2 separate regions of the Sus scrofa genome follow, and region 2 is linked to region 1. Evidence: chromatin contacts called from public Hi-C data. All regions are on one chromosome and are shown on one strand. Each heading gives the region's core, a stretch centred on a gene start, on an enhancer-like site or on the middle of the called end of the contact. The rest is flanking DNA. Distances are from core to core; before and after follow the strand shown. Region 1 holds the start of UBE2S (ubiquitin-conjugating enzyme E2 S). Region 2 holds the start of ISOC2 (isochorismatase domain-containing protein 2).

Evidence for each region. A called contact is a pair of places that touch in the nucleus more often than the background predicts.
Region 2: a Hi-C map of subcutaneous adipose tissue shows a contact between it and region 1, with 1.4 times the contacts expected there. The contact joins the promoter of ISOC2 here to the promoter of UBE2S in region 1. A contact is called at or near these places in 1 of 5 promoter capture datasets (liver), 6 of 47 Hi-C or Micro-C datasets (embryonic fibroblasts, liver, skeletal muscle and 1 more) and 1 of 2 datasets of contacts at active chromatin or transcription factors (alveolar macrophages).

Annotation. Positions count from the first base shown.
Region 1 is chr6:59,568,782-59,572,103 of Sscrofa11.1, forward strand. It overlaps UBE2S (ubiquitin-conjugating enzyme E2 S), which reads right to left and starts at 1,703. Exons shown (of 4, transcript XM_021095037.1): 1 at 1,156-1,703; 2 at 386-533. The coding sequence starts at 1,158.
Region 2 is chr6:59,607,987-59,611,308 of Sscrofa11.1, forward strand. ISOC2 (isochorismatase domain-containing protein 2) reads right to left here and starts at 1,673. Exons shown (of 6, transcript XM_021095040.1): 1 at 1,551-1,673.

The sequences.
Region 1 (3,322 bases), core at 453-2,952:
AGACTGCACCTGGCTTGTTCTCTGCTTGGTCTTCAAAGCCCCTGACACTGACAGCAGGAAGGAATTTGCAATCGTCTAGCCCGCCCCCCCAGGCCTCTCAGACACCATTCCCACGTCCTGGCACCCTCTTCCCAATTCCACTCAATTCCTTCCCATACTTCTGGGTGTGAGGACACCCAAACCAGATAGGACCCCCAGGATTTTCTCTCAATTCTCTCAGAGAAAGTATACACAACTGCGATTTCCCGCCCTGCAGCCCATGAGCACCATGCGTACCAGGTGTGCCCGTCACAGGTCTGGCAGCCCACCTTATACTGAGAGCTTCCTATTCCCGCTCCAAGGATGCCAAGGATTTAGGAAGCGCACCTCCCTCACCCACACTCACCAGGGCCCTCGATGGTGACCTGCAGGTCAGTGAGGTCCTCCTCGTTGGGGAAGACCTTGATGCCATCAGGTGGGTCAGCTGTCAGTGTCGTCACCTCTTTGTACACCAGGCGGATAATGTGCGGGGGTAGGTTCTCCACATTGGAGTTCTAGATGTGGAAAAAAGGGGGCGAGCCATGGGCCTTTGGTCCTGGGGCCTCCTGCAGGACCTAGGATGCGGTGGCCGCCCTACTTTTCTTGCCCCTGCAGTCCTAGTCTGGCCAATCACCCCGAGCTCCCAGACACTCCCAATCCAGGGTGCTTCAGGCGATGGCTTCAGGTGAATCTCCCATTAGGAATGGAGCGGATCTCCAAGGTCTGGCGGATGACTCCACCTTCCCCATAAGTCCCTAAAGCCCATTCGTAGCCCCACATACGGACCCCCAGTGGTCCCGGGTAGGCCCGAGCCCTACCCCGGTGTCCTTCCACACCTCAACTTGGGAAGACCATCCTGGAAACCCCAGCTCCGGCCTGGAGATGGCGGCGGAGTGTCGTTACTCCCGGAACACCCACGGGCAGGCCCGAAAGCCCGGAGCCCTTCCCGGAGCTCAGCTGGGCCTTCCCCTCCCGCTCCGCCTACAGGAGGGCCCCTGGGCCCAGCCCTAACCCAGGACCCCCAACTGGGCCATCCAATCCCCCAGCCGCCAGAGAGATGCTCCTGAGACCCCATCTCCTCCTCCAGGAGGGCCCTGACCGCCCCCCCCCCCCAACAGGCCCGGACGCGACGCTCACCATGACTGCGGCCGGCCGGGGGCGGGTCCCCCCGGCCCCCTTCCTGCGCTCTCCGGCCGCTGGCTGGGGCGGGGGGCCCAATTGCCGCCGCTGCGGCCCTGGGGAGGCCCCAGCGGCCCGGCTCCGCGCCCCACTGCCTCCGACGACCGCCACACACCGCCTGAGCAGGTAAACCCGCCCCGGGCGCCCGACCGCACTAAGCCGGCCGCGCGCACACCGCCGCCCTTTTATATCCGCCCACAGGCCTCGCCCCCTCGGGGCCCCTCGCGCCGCGCCTCGACTCGTGACGTCAGTGCGCACACTCCTTGGCGTTCGACGAGCTCGCTCCCTTTCGACAAACTGCGGGCAAGAGCAGGAGAAACTGGGGAGGGGGCGCGGGGCAGGCTGGCCAATACGTGCGCACGGGGGTCAGGGAGGAAATCCAGGAGAAAGGAGAGGTAGAAAAGGGGAAGTAGAGAAGAGAACGGGAAGGGTGACGCGACCGCTGATTGGTCCGTTTGAATGAAACGCCGGCGTACGCGCTCGCGCCCTGACGCCCAGGAAATCGCGCACGCGACTAACGGTCGACCCGGGAGCCCGAGCCGAGCAAAGAGAGGCGGGACTTGAGGGGTTTTAAAAGGATGATGGAAGGCGGTCCGGCCAATGGGGACGCGCAATCGTGGCGTGGCGTCATGAGACACGCGGAGGCCAATCCCTACTGGAGAAGGCGTACTGGGGCCTTCTCCAGTAGGGAACGGGAGAATTGGAGAGCAACCAATGGGAGTCCTCCCTACCGCGGACCCAGGCGCTCGCAGCCAATTAACTTCGTTCGTTTCTGTGTATGCAGATGAGTGTGCCCGGACGCCTGCGCCCCTTCCTCAGCCTGTGGCGGGGGTGGGCACCGCGAATTGATAGACGTATTTCTGCGAGGCGCCATTTTGTGCTGGCAATGACCTATGACCCGTGTCCTGTGTTGGCAGAGGTTCCACGACCGGCCCCACCCCCACCCCCATGTGTGACCTCTGGCCCCGGCCAGGCCTCGGTTGCGACGCCGGGCGTCAGTTTACTCCTGTGAGAAGAGGAAGAGTCCCCTGGCCTTGTTCAGGGCGCGGTCCTTCTTGTGACTGACCAGGGCCCCCGGCCGGCCGCGCCCCGGCCGGGGCTCCCTCCGCCTGTCGGGGGAAGCGGCCCGGGGTGCCCCGGGGGGACCCTGTCCGGAGAGCCGGAGGCCGAGGAGCTGCGCGGCCTGCCTGGCCCCGGTGCGGTGCGGCCGCGGCGCCCGCCTCAGGGCCGCTCAGCCCCGGAGCGGAGCGTCCAGCTGGGCCACGGTGTCCCGTCGGGGGCCCAGCTTCAGGAAGAGGGAGCAGGACGGTGCCGAGACTCCCACAGCCTCGCGGTCTTCGTGCGCCGGAGGGGCGCGCGGGCGCCCCGCACCCGACCTGCAGGTTCCGCCCGCTGAATGCGGACCTTCCCGCCCCGTTAACACACGAGGACCCCGAAGGAAGAGGGGGGTCGAGTGACTTGCCCAGGGTCCCCCGTGGGGACAAGCAGAGGCGGCGGTGCAGCTGAGCTGTCCCAGCCGACGGTGACTTATGGCGAACCGGGGAGCGGTGGTGGCGTCCTCCGCGCTGACCGGGCCCGCGCCGCCGGGGTCCCCCGAGCCCTTGCCACGGCCCTGTGGGGCGCGTGTCGTGGGATGCCCCCCGGACTCCCGCATGCATTCAGTCCGCTTTTTCTGAGCACCTACCATGGGGCAGGCAGGATGCTGTGGGGATGCAGCAGAGTGTAAAAGGGACAGCACCCCGCGCTCCTGGAGAACCAGACAGTGAGCCAGTGTACCCCGCCAGGAACACAGCCTTTGCCGAACAGTAAGTCGGGGCCAGGGGCGTAGGAAGGGAGGGGGCGGGGGTCTGAGGCAGGATGATGGCGGCTGCAGGAAGGTCTAGGTGAAGAGCATTCCAGGGAGTTCCCATGTGGCGCAGGAGAAATGAATCCGACGAATATCCATGAGGATGGGGGTTCCATCCCTGGCTTCGCTCAGTGGGTTAAAGGTCCGGCCTTGCGGTGAGCTGGGGTGTAGCTCGCAGATGTGGCTTGGATCTGGCCTTGCCATGGCTGTGGTGTAGGCCGGCAGCTGTAGCTCGGCATCACCTCTTGGCCTGGGAACTTCCATATGCTGCAGGTGGGG
Region 2 (3,322 bases), core at 423-2,922, 39 kb after region 1:
ACTTATCAAAAGTATAGACACACAGACCCTCTGACCCAGAGCACTCACTCCTAAGCATCCTGCAGACACACCTGTGAAATGACACAAAGTTATTCACTGTGGCACAAGGCCATTCATGACAGCACAAGGGTATTCATTATGGGGCTTTCCATAATGGAGCAGAAATAAAGACTAGAGAATAAGCATAGAAATAAATCTAGAAGTTCCCATTGTGTATCATTGACCCCCTAGCCTGGAAACCTCCATATACTGTGAGTGAGGCCCTAAAAAGACAAAAAAAAGACAGAAAAAAAAAAAAGGCGTACTAGTGTGGATAGCAATGCTCTTCTTTGTGCGGAGGGGGGGGGGGGAAGAGATGTGGTGAAGTGTTCCAGTCGGTATCTGGCAGGAACATCGGGAGCATGTGTTCCTGCAGAGACAGACCTCTGAGAGCAGAGTGTGAAGGTCATTTAATTTTCACTGGGTACTGTTCTGTTCCTTAGGAATTTTGGACAATGTGTAACAGGTCCCCTCGTCAGAAATAAATACAATGGGGGGGCAGTGATGAAGGGGCTGCTAGGGGGCCTTCTGGAGTGTGTGTGGTTTCTGGATTTGGATACTGTCCCCACCAAACAGTTCTTTTTACGGCTGCACCCACTGGCATATGGAGGTTCCCAGGCTAGGGGTCTAAATGGAGATGTACCGCCGGCCTACACCACAGCCACAGCAAGGCAGGATCGGAGCCACATCTGCCACCTACACCACAGCTCACAGGGCGGGATCCTTAACCCCCTGAGCCACAACAGGAACCCCCAGACGGTTCTCTTTGTGAAAAGTTATTTGAGCCGTGTCTGGTGATTTGGACGTTTGCCTACCTATGCGGTGTATCTCCAGGGGCTGTGGACCAGGTGGGCAAGGGCAGGAGGACAGGGAGGAGGGGGCAGGACAGACAGATTCCAGGGGTCGAGTCGTGGGGATGGGAGAAGAAGGAAGATCCCTAGGTTTCCAGACTTCCGAGGAAGGCAGGGTCCAGGGACTAGCTGGAGGCCTGGAAAGGGGAACTAATTTGGGGGAGAATATGAAAAAGGTGGGGAAGGGATCTGGGCTGGAGATAGGTTTTGGGGGTGCCCTGGGGGAGTGATAAGAATCTGTGTGTGGAGAGAGTCCAAGGCCAGAGAAGGAGGGGTGGCCCCAGGTGGGCGGCAACCTCAGGAAGGAATGGGCGGTTTCAATCCCCACGAGGCCGGAACCCGGCTGTGTGATCTTAGGCAAGTTTCCCGCTCTGTCTGAGCCTCGGTTTCCTCCTTGGGGAAGTGGGGGCCAAACACATGCGCCACGCAGGGATGGCGCAGAAACTTGGCGGAGAGGCAGAAGCGACCCGAGTCCCTAGCGAGCCCAGGCAAGAGTCCTCCCCCCGCTGTGTGACCTTGGCTCCAGATGTCCCCGTAGCGCTCAGTTTTGTCACCATCAAGGCGGGAGGTCAGCCCCCATCAGCGCCGGAGGGGCCTTACCCGAGAGCGCGGGGACTGAGCCTAGCCCGCCCTACGCGAGTGCGGCCTGGAGTCACTCACCTCTCGCAGGCCAGAGTCCGCCCCCTCAAGTCCTCCCGCTGAGTTCCCAGGCCGGGGTCAATGTGTGGAGCAGTTGGGACACGTGGCCCGCCCCTGCTCGGCCCGCGTCCCGCCCACCCGGGCCGAGCCGCCCAATGGGCACTCGCTTAGCTCTACTCCGCTCACGCTCTCAGCCAATCCTCAAGCGCCGCTACTTCTCCTTCGTGGGGAGGCCGTATGGGCAGGGCTGTTCGTCTTGAGAGCGTGATTGGCCAGCTGGGAGTCCGACCAATGGAGAGGCGTCAGTGGCGTGAGTGGCGGGCCTAAGGCGGAGCCGCGCGGAGTGGACGGCGAATTTGGACTTCGGCTGCGGAGGTGGCTGGGTCGCCCCAGTCCGGCTGTAACTGTCGGACCTCGGGGGCCGAGAGGGAGGGAGGGACGGGTGGTGCCCAGGACGGGGACCTCAGGTTCGATCCCTGGCCCTTCAGTCTAAGAGATCCAAGCACTTTGCAGGAAAGGGTAAAGGCTCGAAGGAGCCGTGAACTTAAGATCCTGCCTCTTCTCGTTTGTTCTCCGTGGTGTGTCAATATCCCCATCTTACAGCGCCTGCTTCCTAGGGTGGCGTTTGCGATAGTTACACCGTTCTTGGAAATGGGGTTGAGAGAAAGACTGAATTGCCCATCAGTCTTGGAGTAAAATCCAAACTCTCCCAATTCATAGTCGCCTTTGTCAGCCTCTCGACCTCACCTCTTCCCATGCGCTCCACTTCAGACACGTTGGCCTCCTTTGCTGTTCCCCCAGTGTCCCACCCCAGGGCCTTTGCCCGAGCTAGTCTCTTTGCCTGGAATACCAGACTTGCACAGGGCCAGCTCCTTCTTGTCATTCAGGGTCTTCTCTGACCACCCTACATCAAGTGGCCCCGCAATCTGGTTGCTGTTTTATTTTCTTCACAAACCTAATTGTGGTCTGGAATTGGAAATTTATCTTGCGTTTAAAAAATGTATGGAGGAGTTTCCATTGTGACTCAGCAGGTTAGGGACGAGCATTGTCTGTGAGCACCCTCGCTCCGTGGGTTAAGGATCCAGCATTGCTGAAAGCCACCGCGTAGGTCGCAGACGTGGCTTGGATTTGACCCCTGGCCTCGAAACTTCAGTGTGCCATAGGTTCAGCCGAAAAGCGGGGGAAAAAGAGATGTGTGGGTGTGCATTTATTTTCAGTCCCCTCATTTTACCCCCACCCCCACCCCATGTGAAGTCCACAAGGGCAGTGATCTTGTCTGTTTTATTCACTTCTGAATCCTCGGCACCGAAACCTGGGCCTGGCATGTAGTAGGTGATCGACAAGTCTTTGGGAATAAGTTAAAGTAGACCAGACACTGGGCAGAGATGAACCAGGGTAAGAGGGACCGGGAAGGACAGTTGCCAAGGAGGTGGGGCTAGGAAGAAAGAAGGAAGAAGCTGGGCGAGGGGGCAGAGAGAGAGTGCACAGGCGCGGAGCCCCCATCCCCGCCCCAAGTGGCTGTAGTGGGGCACTGGACCTAGGAGAGGACCCACGAGGCCATGGTCAGAGGTGGGAGTCTGGGCTTGGTTCATTTTCCGAGGGGCTGCCAGCAGGGGAGTGACTGGGACATGGGACTCCTGGCAGGGGCAGGGGGTGTGTGCAGCTGAAGAGCTGTCATGGTGGGGGGGCTCTGGTTGTCTGGGAGCCTGGGCTGAGTTGTGGTTGGGTATCATGGGGGAGCAGGTCCCCAGCCTTCAGAGATCCCCTGGGAGATCTCCTGCCTGCCCACCCAG